Regions from separate parts of the Zea mays genome. Here region 2 is linked to region 1. A link is a contact called in public Hi-C data. All regions are on one chromosome and are shown on one strand. Each heading gives the region's core, a stretch centred on a gene start, on an enhancer-like site or on the middle of the called end of the contact. The rest is flanking DNA. Distances are from core to core; before and after follow the strand shown.

Evidence for each region. A called contact is a pair of places that touch in the nucleus more often than the background predicts.
Region 2: a Hi-C map of leaf mesophyll shows a contact between it and region 1, with 4 times the contacts expected there. The contact joins the promoter of LOC100280916 here to the promoter of LOC100285613 in region 1. A contact is called at or near these places in 6 of 25 Hi-C or Micro-C datasets (bundle sheath, ear, endosperm and 3 more).

What each region holds. Positions count from the first base shown.
Region 1 is chr6:105,123,481-105,129,743 of Zm-B73-REFERENCE-NAM-5.0, forward strand. It overlaps LOC100285613 (CASP-like protein 2C1), which reads right to left and starts at 2,502. Exons shown (of 3, transcript NM_001397137.1): 1 at 2,167-2,502; 2 at 1,939-2,062. The coding sequence starts at 2,336.
Region 2 is chr6:105,328,965-105,335,227 of Zm-B73-REFERENCE-NAM-5.0, forward strand. It overlaps LOC100280916 (protein transport protein SEC61 gamma subunit), which reads left to right and starts at 3,091. Exons shown (of 3, transcript NM_001153836.1): 1 at 3,091-3,225; 2 at 3,332-3,447; 3 at 4,689-4,905. The coding sequence starts at 3,132. The coding sequence ends at 3,447. LOC103629692 (ubiquitin carboxyl-terminal hydrolase 18) reads left to right here. Exons shown (of 11, transcript XM_008650805.4): 11 at 1-421. It overlaps LOC100216905 (WD repeat-containing protein 57), which reads left to right and starts at 5,751. Exons shown (of 2, transcript NM_001143291.1): 1 at 5,751-5,887.

The DNA.
Region 1 (6,263 bases), core at 1,252-3,751:
AATGACGACACACGCATCAAACGCTATCTTATTAAATCCCAAACATGCTGAGCACTGATTCGGCCGCCAAACACAGGAACGAACTGCTTAGCAGTAGGGATGAAAACGGTTTCGGAATTTTTCGGAATTCCGGAAACCAATTTCGAAATTTTTCGATCGGATTCACCGGTAACGGTATTTTTCGAAAACGGAATCGGTTTTCGGAATTTTCTACCGGAATCGGTATCGGAATCGGCGTGGTGTTTTACCGACCGTTTCCATCGGTTACCGGTTTTTTGTCGGAAATTACCGGATTTGTGTCTCGGAAATTTCCGGAATTGTGTCTCAGAATTTTTTCGGAATTTTTTCGGAATTTTACAGTATGTGATTTTTTCGCATCGCCTGTACATTTCTGAATAAGGATTACTTATTTTTGTATTTTTTGGACGCTTTAAGATTTTTTTGGGGTTAGATGATGTTGGAAGGCAATTGAGATTAACGATTTGGTCTCTCGAACGAATCCATCATTTTCTATGCACATGTTATGTATTAGTAATATATAATGATAGAGAGCCGACAGTCTGTCTTTTTCACACACTAGATTTTAGGGTTTTCCTGTGAGGCTATGAAAAAACCTTTTATGTGAGGAAAAAATATTTTATGAGTAAGCATGTCATGTCAACTAAATCGAGTGGATATTGTGAATTGTGAACTTTGAGTCTGTGAACTTGTGATCTTTATGAACTTGTTATATTGTGAACTTGTGATCTTTGTAAACTTTTTATATTATAAATTTGTGATCCTTGTGAACTTGTTATATTGTGAACTTGTTATATCATGAATTGTGAACTTGTGATATTTGTGATCTTTTGTCAATTTTGTTTTATTGTGAAGTTTGATACGTTTACCGATCGTATTTTAGATTTCGACCGTTACCGGTGTATTTTCCGCACCGAGCTTTCTTTTCCGATGTTTCCGAAATACCGATATCGTTTTCGTTTCCGGAGTTACCGTTTTCGATTTTGTTTCCGATAAAAAATATGAAAACGGTAATGGTTTTAGTGTTTACCGACCGTTTCCGACCGTTTTCATCCCTACTTAGCAGGGCTCTCTACAAAGGCGTGGATTATCCGCGGCATAGAGCCTGACGGTCCGCGACATAGAGCAGGAGCAGCTCCTTCTCTACACACTTCCGGACGGTCCACGTCTAGGACCAAACGGTCCACAATAACGTGGAGGGTCTTCTTCTCCGCGAAGAACCTTAGAACTCATCCCGGGAGAGATCCCGGGAAAGAGTTCCAAAGGGTTGCTCCGAGTCGGCAGGTCATTCGGTACTCCTCTAATTGGCGTAGAGCCGAGTAGAGATTGTTGTGAAAGACTAAACTAGATCTAATTCTAAGGCTAAATTACTTCTATTCCTAAGAATTGGAAGAACGAAAAGGTAAAACTGATAAATAGATTTGATTTAATTGATTGTGAGGTTTTAATCGGTCGTAACCCTTTATCTATATAAAGGAAGAGCTACAAATTGTTTTCCGAATTAATCCCACGATTTTAGCTAACAAACGTAGCAAGAAACTCAAAACCCGTGCGCACGAGAACCGGCTGGATCGTCCGCCTTGCCTATTTTAGTGCTCAATACACACGCTTGCTTGCCCTGTGCGCCGATGAGCACATTTATTAGGAATTCCCATTTATTATTCGTTGAATTGTCTATCTAGCTAGTAAATCCCAATCACGCAGCAGCATGTATGGATGGGGCCTGACAAGTCACAAGTGTACGACTGGAGTAGCGCAGTAGAGTGGCTGCCGTGTGCAGCTTATAGGCAGGCAGGCAGGCAGGCAGCCTATATAGGTAACGCAGCTGTCGAATGGAAGGCGCAAATCCCTAATTCCAGAATGAACCAGCAAGCACAACTGGTTGCGGAGGGAGGCGTACGATGAGCTTGAGCCACTTACCTTGTCGAGCAGGAGGCACGTCCAGGCCAGAGCCCTGCCGCTGCGGCGGCGGCCGAGGTAGAGGCACTTGAGCAGCTGCAGCAGGTGGTAGCCCGCCGCCGACGCGGCCGCCATCGCCAGCACCCTGCGGCAGCAGCAGCGCGCGCGTACAACCATCGATCGATCAGCGCACCCGTGCTTTGCAGTGCAGAAGAATGGTTGGGCTCGGCTGCTAGCTAGCTAGCTTACCAGAGCGCCTGGACGTCCTTGACGGTGGCCTTCTTCCGGACGAGCAGCACCGTCTCCGTCTGCGTGCTGAGCCCCACCAGCAGCGCGGCCGCCGCGGCCAGCGCCGCGCACGCGCCCCGCAGCAGACCCTCCGCCTTCACCCCCGACACCACCCTCGCCGCGGCCACCATCGCGCGCGCACAGAGACCGTCGTCGACCGCAGCGCCCGCGCTGGCTGGCCCCGCTCTGATCGTGGATATCCCCTCCGTCCGCAACCAGCAGGCGCGGGGCGCGTGAACGCTCGCCTCGCGCCTGACCAGTCGCGTGGCCGGCCGCGCGCGGGAGCGGGACGTACCGTCTACCGTGTGCGAGAGCGAGAGAGAGCGAGTTGGTTTTGGCTTCGAGTCGAGTCCGGATCCAGATCCACCTCGGCACGGCCGGTCTGCCGGGTCTTATAGGGCGCTCGACATGGATCGCTGCACGACACGTAGCGGGACATGCTGGTGTTTGTACCGCGCCAGCCAGCCATGTCATGCTACCGAACAGAGCTGTGCGTTCTGTGCACAGTTGACGGGATCATCCAAAGGACACGGCCGATCGAGGGGTAGCAGCAGCAGTGCGAATGAGACGGGATCCCAGGGAAGACACGGCTAGTACAGTAGGAGTTAATGGAATTCATGAGGCGTGGCACATGCATGTCCGTAATACTACTACTGTCCTAGGCTCCTAGCCTACTGGGGGGCGGCGGGCTAGCTTTTGACATGGTTTTACGGCAGGGGATTGCCGTGTCGTGTCGTGACAGGGCCGGGCAGGAGGTCCCGCGAACTAATTTGTTACAAGTGTAAATAAAACAAGCTATTATACAAGAAGTGCCGCCACAGCACATTCACCATATCAATATTGTTGTTGTTGGCGTGGTTGATGCTTGAATATTGATAGATGTGTCCCTCAACGGACAATGGCATAGCTAGTACCTAGTAGTAGTAAGAACCGAAGCACTTCCAGTACAGCCTTAGCTAATCGACCATATGCTAGCTAGTAGCTGCAATAGCTAGCTCGATCTGGCTTTCAGGGCCAGCGACAGTGTCTCTCCCCTTGATGGTAGCTATATTATGCTATCGAAACTATGCTCGGTGGGCGGTGGCTAATTATTGCTACTGCCACTAAGTACAGAGAAAACTCTACAAGCGGTTATAAATCTATATATTTGTTCTGGCATTTTTTTAATAAACCGTCGGTGACATCGAAATCGTAAAAGTCGCGACAATTTTTCGCGCGAAATTCGCGTCAGCAGGGTAGCTAGGAACCAAACTCATAACCTCACCCTCACGTGAAGTCTAATCTACCACGCGCATCTATGATGTGCCTTGTTCTTAGATTACAGTTTTGTTGCACACATATTAATAACCAACCGAGCGTAAATTGACTATTCGAGACCGTAAATGAATTCAAACAAAAAAAGTTGTCAACTACAATGTTGAATAACTTTCGAAGTTCTACAACTTTTCTTTTTGTTTTGATACCCGAGATTGATTTCAAATAACAAAAGTTGTCAACCACAAAGCTTCATAACTTTTCGAGATCTACAATAACTTATATTTTTGTTAGTTTTATCATCCGGGATCGAATTCAAAAACTCAAATAATTTAAGTATATAAAATATGATTTCTAGTGGTCGTTGCTTAAGAAAACCGGCACAAGAAATTGTAGATTTCTACGAGCGTTTTTTTTTTTACGAATCATCCTGTAGAAATATGATTTGTAGTGGCGTTTTTCTCAAGTAATGTGGTTGATACCCGAATCCCGCCTGTAAAAATTATGTCGCACCGCATGTTTAGAGCTTTTTTTTATTCTACTAGTATACAACCCATAACCCTATGAGTTTCCGTTGAAACGTACAGCAGCCACTAGGGATTAATTGAAGGGTATCTTACCAGTCAGATAGATGCCATTGTAGCTGTAGGGTATTGAAGCTTGTTACCAAATTAAAGGGGTCGTACACTCGTACTTGATCAGGACATGGCAAGCTCTGGACTCAACATGAAAAGGTTGGTACCAAGTAAACTGCGCACCAGTGACACGCCGCATAAACAGTGCGTAGGACCAACCGCGCGGGAGCGCGTGGATCCTACGACGCGGGGTATGATTTGCGTATTCGGAAGAGTGAAATGCACCGTAACGACTGTTAGGCTATCTCCAACAGTCTCTATTTTATTTTTTTATTTTAAATTTCACATTATAAACAGTGTAATTTATAGTACAAAATAGTTAGTCTGTTGAAGATGACTCTAAAACTGTCCACGGCTTAAACTAGCAGAGGAACAAACTGAATCGGACACGTTGTCTGTCCTCACTTTCAGTGACAGCGCAAACTCCGATAGTCTGATGAGCAAAGCAGCAGGTAGTTGGCAGGCGGGCACCTGTCTACACGACGTGCAAGTGCAATGGCATGCATGCGACTCGAGCTAGCTAGCTGGTTCACGGCCCAAGATAAGAAGACACGATCCCTACCATACCAGGGCCGTGGACGTCGACGTACGTGGCCTGCTGGTTGCTGCTCTCGTCTTCAAGTTCAACTATAGATGTCCAAACGGGCCACCCGGCACGGATCCGGCCCGAACCCATTTCGGCCCGGTACGAATAGGGTCGGGCCAGGCACGGCCCGTTGATGCTTCGGGCCGGGTCGGGCTGACCCACGTGCCTAGGGACATGTCCAAACCCGACACGCACAGGGAAAAATCGTGTCGGGCCGACCCGTTGGCCCGGTGGGCCTCAACGTACCGGGCCGTCCACTGGCCCGAACCAACATTAAAGTGGTATATAAATACATACATTTAACAGAATTAATCATATATAATAACATATTATTTACATATATTAAGACAACAAAATATTTATGTATGCATTTTATATTAATGTATACATTTTATATATGTTTGGTCGCATATTTAGTATTTACATATTATGAGAGAATTAAATGTATTTATATATTTAGTATTTACATAAATATGCGGGTCGCCGTCGGGCCGACCCATTTATCGGGCCGGGCCGGGCCAAAGCACGCGGGCCGCCGTATCTGCCCATACCCGGCCCGCTAAACGGGTCGTGCCGGCCCGGGCCCGTAATCGACCGTGCCTGGCCATGTTTGGATCGGGCAAAATTCGTGTCGTGCCACGGGCCAAACGGGCGGCCCGCACTGTTTGGACATCTATAAGTTCAACCTCTGAAAAAGTGGAGCCGCTCGTACTGGCTATTCAACGCCTAGGTACTCCCAACAGAAAAAGTGCAACGGCAAGCATGCGAGCTGGTTCACGGCCGAAGAAGGCACGATCCGGCGGCCGTGCAGTGGCCTTCTCTCGTCTTCAACCTCTGGAAAAGTGGAGCCGCTCGTAGTGGCTAATTCAACGCCTACGTCCCACCCATCATCTCCATCAGACCATCACCCGCGCGCGTTAATGGCGAACTGGCGATGGCGCAAAACGATCGTCGTCGGCCTTAACGAACGGATCGGAGTGGTCTTGTCCGGTGCCCTACGTATGTCCCTGGGCCAGTCTAGCTGCACGAAAAACAAACTATGGAAGCATGCAGTTGGAGACGGATGGAGGCCACAGGCCACTGGCCCTCACACTAGGTACAGGTACGGACTCCAGGCCTATTTTGGAACACGTGAATTTTAACATGATTAGTATTCATAAAATTTTCAAAGAAATTAGTTTATTTTTTATATAAAACACAGAAAACAGGGCAAAAAAATATCTCTAATCTAAAAATGGCCTAAATGAAATGTCTGCAATGCTACGGCTTATTACGGGAAGGACCCGTTTGGTCGGTCACATGCTGTCCATTCGTCGCACTCGCACTCATGTGAACTGTATATATTTTTTTATTGGGCTTTGATTGGGTAATCTTACGTTTGTTGTATGGATCTGTTTCAGATCTAGAAACACAGGATCGGAGTACTTGTTACCCATTTTTTATTTTAAAGTAAACTATCTAATTGGTCAAGTTTGTACAACAAAACTAATTAATGTTTACATTACCTGTCAATAATAATATATATAACAGAGGTACCTAGATCAAGTTCATCGAAAAAAAAAGCATGTACCGATAGATCCATG
Region 2 (6,263 bases), core at 1,841-4,340, 210 kb after region 1:
TGTTATAGAATAGAGGCCATTTCGAGCACACAAGTGAGAACTGAGAGCCTGTGTGATCATGTCATGGCTGGTATATAAACTGATGAAGGGCTGTGAGCTACGAAGTAAATGCTATGCAATTAGGGCAAGCATTGTTTGCTTGATAGAAATTTTTCCTCTTTCGCCACGTGGCTCCCTCATATCAGATGGGTAGAGGGGTATCTGGGTTTCCACACAATTTGCAGAAACCCAGATGCTCCCCTAATGCCACGCTATTTTGTTGGCATTAGCGTTAGGTACATAGCTGAGCGTAGGCCTACTACCGTCCCCTTAATTCATAGCTTAAATAAACTGGAACTGCTGACTCCTCCGGTGTCCTGAAAGCTGAATCAATTGCAGAGTGATAAGAGGAAATTCTCATGGCTTTCACCTTTATATTTTACATTCCTTTGCCTCGCATGATATATTTTGCTGGTGTTTACTGTGCGATGATGGATGAAACTCTCAACGTGAGTTCTTCTGTTAGCTTCAAAATACATAAGTTTCTAGCGACTCAATGATTTCCTCGCATTGGCATGAGTGTGTACATTGCCTTATTTTGTTCCTGTTCATGTATTTTGAAACTGTGAATTGTTCGAAGTTACCTACATCCTCATGCATTGTGTAGCCATTAGATGGTGTTTTTAAGGCCAGTTTTAGTTCGTTCCATTCTAATTTATTTTAGCAAGTTCTAGGCTGACCTATAGACCCAAACCACGTGGGATTTAGGGATTTGCAATTTCGCATCATCCTTCTGGTCTTCTGGTCTGTTCATGGCATTTCTACACGGGATTGTTCATGTCATTTTTAAAAGGGATACAATAGGCTGCATTTGTTGCATCCTTTCCGTTCACGTCGATTATAGGCAATTTAACAGTATATTAAACTTATTAGCTTTGGGCACCTTAGTCGAACTGTGGGAATACTTAGTAATATAAAACTGTATATTCGTTTTATGTTGTTGATACTGTAGAGGATGCATTTTTTGTACGCAATTCAATTGTTAAATTGATTTGGTAGGGAATAATGTAATTATCATGCATTAATTGTTATACTTGTAGTGCGATATTGTTAATATATATCTCATCCGTCCAAATATAAATCCTTTTAACTTTAATCAAATATATATAAAAAAATATTAATATTTAAAGTATGTGATAAGTGTTTTTTTCTTGAAAAGTGCAGGAGAACTAAGTACTAATCATATATTAGAAGGAAAGGAAAAAGTCTAAGAAGACCTAAAATATAAAATACTTCTCACGGAGGCCAGAAAGACCTATACAGATAGAGATCCCTAACACATCAAAAAAACTAAAACCAACTAGCCGAAGCCCCTAATCAGTAGGAGAAGCGGTAGCAAAAAAAGGAAAGACCTTTGGCACCAACAATCTTTCATTTTTGTATTTTCTTAAATCCATCTCGAATTAATCATCAACTTAGGACTCCCTGACAGCTTGTATTGTGATTGCGAGTGAGACTCTTGCGTGGCTACTTCTCCGGACTCGCGACGGCGACTCAGGACTCTCTGAGGAGCTGCCGCTCGTATTGCGATTGCGAGTGAGACTCTACTTCTCCGGACTCACGTCGACGCCGTTTCCCCAGCCCTGCCGCCGGTGTCGACATTGCCTCACTCGTAATTCTTTGCTGTGATTTAAATAGTTTTAAAAACTAATTTTAATTTAAATAATAAATAAAATTAGTTATCTAAATGCCTTCTAAAGTATTATAACCTGACTCTACGATTTTCTGAAGCACCTAATAATCTGCTCCACCAACTCCACATTTACTCGAGTTAAAGCTTCCCAAATAACGCCTTAGTTAGAACATGTAGTTTATTTGAGAAGTTCGTGAAAAACATTTTCTATATGTTTGACACAACTTCTATTTAAATATATGAAGAATCTGCGAAAATAAATTATACTAAACAAGGTCATAGAATTTTTAATATTTCAAACGGTCTACCTTTATTAAAATCAAAATCATTTGTAATTAGTAAATAGTGGTAAAAATAAGTTTGAAATAGTTTTGCAGACATAAATAAAAATACTAGAAATCTAATTCGGCTACCTCTATTTGCTATTTAAATTAAATTAAAATATTAATACGGATATTCATATTAACCTTTTAGCTCGGATAATTTAGTTTTCTAAACATATATATTAAGCTTCCTCTATTTACTATTTATATCGAAATCGAATATTAATAGATATATTAATATAATTTTTTTAGCTTGAATAATTTAGATTTACAAACATATATATTACTCACTCCCAAAATACAATTGTTTTTGATCCACTTTTTCCGTCCACATTCGTCTAACTGATAATAAATATAGATATATATACAATTTGTATTCATGAGTTACTAAATAGATGTATGATTAGTTTAAAGCGAAATATATTTTAGGAGAAAGTGAGTAATATTTTAAATATCTTTAGTAAATACCAATATATAATTCGGATTTCAAGACATTCATGTTACTATTACTACACCCGACAAGACGACCAAACTTCCTACGAAGACAGAACCGCATTCTCGCGTCCGTGGCGAGTTTCCGTCTGAGCGGGGAGCGTAGGGCAAAGCCTAGACACGTGTCGGTATCGGACCCTTGTGCCGGGGTCCTCTCCGTCCCGAGACCTTGCTAAGGCCCGAACCTCACTCGAGGAGACCCGACATGTCTCCTCGGGAGCTCCAGACTCGTACTCACAGGGGTCCGGTGTTCGAGGTCCGAACCCAACGGTGCTTCCTGGGATGTATTATCATTTCTCGTCACGTGGTGCCTTTAGACCTGCCCCATGTGGTGGGGTCGGGTGCCGCTCTCCGTGTGACCTGGAGGTATCGTACGGGTGCAGCGTCTTCGTACTGTAGAAGAGGGTACCCATGTCCGTTAGTTTGAAGCCGAATATATTTTAGAAGAAAGAGAGTAATATTTTAAATATCTTTAGTAAATACCAATATATATATATATATATATATATATATATAATTCGGATTTCCAGACATTCATGTTATTACACCCGGCAAGACGACCAAACTTCCTACGAAGGCAGAACCGCATTCTCGCGTCGGCTTGCTTTTAACTGAATCCAGCCCACCGCTTCTCGCACGTCGCCATGGACGCGGTCGATTCTGTGGTGGATCCCCTCCGCGACTTCGCCAAGGACAGCGTCCGCCTCGTCAAGCGCTGCCACAAGCCTGACCGCAAGGGTACGTGCAAGGACCCCTACATCCGCCGTGCCCGGCTCGAATCTGAGTTGTTTTTGGTTCTTCATATTCAGATCTGACGGTTTTTCTCTGTGATCTGCGCTTGCAGAGTTCACCAAGGTGGCAGCGCGGACGGCGATAGGGTTCGTCGTCATGGGCTTCGTCGGCTTCTTCGTCAAGCTCATCTTCATTCCCATCAACAACATTATCGTCGGTTCCGGCTAGGTCCGTGTCTTTTATTCCCTGACCCACCGCTGCCCGTTAGATCCGCTTGTTTCGATGTTGTGGTTTGTTGATCTGCGGTGCGCGCTCTTGTTTGTGTGAGTCTCTGCACGCTTTTGAGGTGTGAATTTGGGTGCTGGTGCGGAGACTGTGGCGCTGGTAAGATCTCGGCCGATCTGAGTGTGCTTGTTCACTATGATTTTGAATCTCGACTTCGTGGCCTATCATTCGATTATGTGGAAACTGGATAACTGGATTTTACCTCGTGCATGATCTTTGGTCAGAGTCAGATATACTTATCAGAAGAGAAATTCTAGCAGTCGATTAGTGCAGTTTTATCTGTTCACAATTACAGTAGCAGTAGCATATTATATAAGTCATTGGTTCCAACTGGTTGTTGACTTGTGAACTCAGTTTTGGATGTCAGCCTCTAGTATCAGTCTGTAACTCATCGCAGTTATTTATTTCGATCCAGTACAAGTTCCCAAGTTTTTGTTTGTCTGAATTGCTGAGGAGAGTTGTATTCTATCATTCCTCGCTAAATACACGTAACCAGAACCTTACATGTGGAAACTATTATGCTAGAACACCTCGAATTGTCTGTCCAACTCAACTATTACGAAGCCAAACATAATTGTACCAGCCCTTGGTTTATTTTTGTTATATGAACGCCACTTCTGCAACTTTTCATACTCCAAACATTGTGTTTCGAGCTATGTGATGTATGGTGGATTCCCTCTAAATCTAGGGGAGCCAATGAGGATCTTTTAAACAGAAACTACTGCTGACCAATTTTGGATCGATGCTTATGTCATGGATTGATTTTTGCCTGCTTCTGTTTTGAGGATTCATCATTAAGTGGAAACATCGCCATTTGGTGGAAAAGTTGCCTTCCTAACTATTTCAGTATTTCTATTACGGAGGCACATGTCCCACTCTTGCCATGCTGCTAGAATTTTGAATTTATTGGGAAAATATGATTGGAATTTGAGACGCTGTGATTCCCTGACTATATCTTACCATGATTGATGGCTTTGTAGACATGATCAGTCTTGGTACCTACTAGTGAGTAAAAAAAGGAACATATATGCTCTGTTACCGATGGCATTACAATAGAATGTATCAAGCGTTTCCATTTCAGGTCACTTGAAAATAGAAGCAATGCACAATTCGAGTAGCTAAGTAATAATTTCCTGCTCTGAGTACAATGAGCGTGCTAGTAACTTCTCCTGTGTTCTGTGCAGGCTCAGGGCGCGACTAGCATGGGAGTAGTGCGATACTTTTGAGAGCAAGGGATAGCGAGGATCTTGGTCTTTGGAATAGTATTGTTAATGACATTTTTTTTCCGGTTGTGTTTCTGGAGTAAATCGTTGAACGACAAGGCTTCAGGATGTCTGGATGTGGATTCTGAGTAGACCTTGAATCCTTGATGAAGCAGCCAGTCTTGGAAAGAAAGTTCCATTTTGTTGTTCCATTAAGCTATTTTTGTTGTTGTCTACAGCTCTCTCGGCGATGGTAAGCGCGATTTGGTGGTTTAATGTTTTAGTATATCTGAGCCGAACTGTAGACTGTTGCTTCTGTGAGAAACGAAAAAAAAATATAGACGTTTGGGCGGATTGTCGCTTATTTTTGAAGTGGATTATAAGCGAAACCACAAACACTACGCCCCTAAAATCCAGACGCCGGACCCTACGATGTTCTGCTGGCGTATTGATGGAAAGCGTGTCCCTTTTGGCGATGGATAGCAGAGACAGTAGACGTTCTGCACTTGCTATTGATGGAAAGCGTGTCCCTTTTGGCGCGGGATAGCAGAGACAGTAGACGTTCTGCACATGCTGTTAATGCTCTGATGGTTTCCGCAGAAAGGGACGGCAAGCTCATTCCACCGTTGTCTCCTCCCAGCGCCCTTTCTCTCTTTCATCAACTTCTCAAATAAACTGCCTTTTCAACGATTAGCAATTGTGCCAAACAAGACCATAATTAGGAGACAAGATGCTATGTTCATGAGGTTAGTATTCCAGATTCAAAAAACAATATTATAGACTTAGAAGTAAGTAGAAATAAAATAATAAATCTATAGATACAAAAGCAACTGTGAAAAAAGTAAAAATACAAAGAAAAGACACATATACGAGGAAACAAACAGTAAAGAAAATAAAAAAGAAACAATGTTGGGCCAGTTGGGCCGAAACCTCAACTCCACGGGAGGTGGTCCGAGCCTCCGAAGCCTGCTAGATTGCCGCTGCAGCCCTTTGTTTTCTCGTTCCATTGCCCTGCCGGCTGGCCGCCGTCAACCCGACCCCGTTCCCCAGCTCACCGCGCGCGCTCTCTCAGTCTCTCCTTCTCTTGTGGCCACGACGAGCGACATTCGCTACTCGCTACCGTCCTACGCCAGGTGCCCCAGGTCTTCTTCGGTTCCTTCGCCGGCGACGAACGCTACCAGGTACGCGCACCCTTTGTCTTCCCTTCCCTGCTGTGCGAAACCCTGCACCCAAACCCTGTACTCGGATCTGATATAATTACAGTGTAGACATGTAAATGGCTGCCCACTGCACTACTGCTTGATTGGCTGGTTGCTGCTCTCTGCAATTTGGGCTGCTCTCTGATTGATTCGGTATTGTAGATTGCTGAGAACTCAATGTTTGATTTCTAATTGTGCAGATTAGACTTCGCAAAAAGTAAGAATTCACATTCACAGTTATATACCAGGCTATTTTTTTTCTTTTGCATGGCTAGCAGCTAGTGTCTGCTAATCTTTTGCATTTGACTTGTGATTTAAGTTGTCTAGGATCTCTGTATTACCTGAGGTGTGAGTGTGA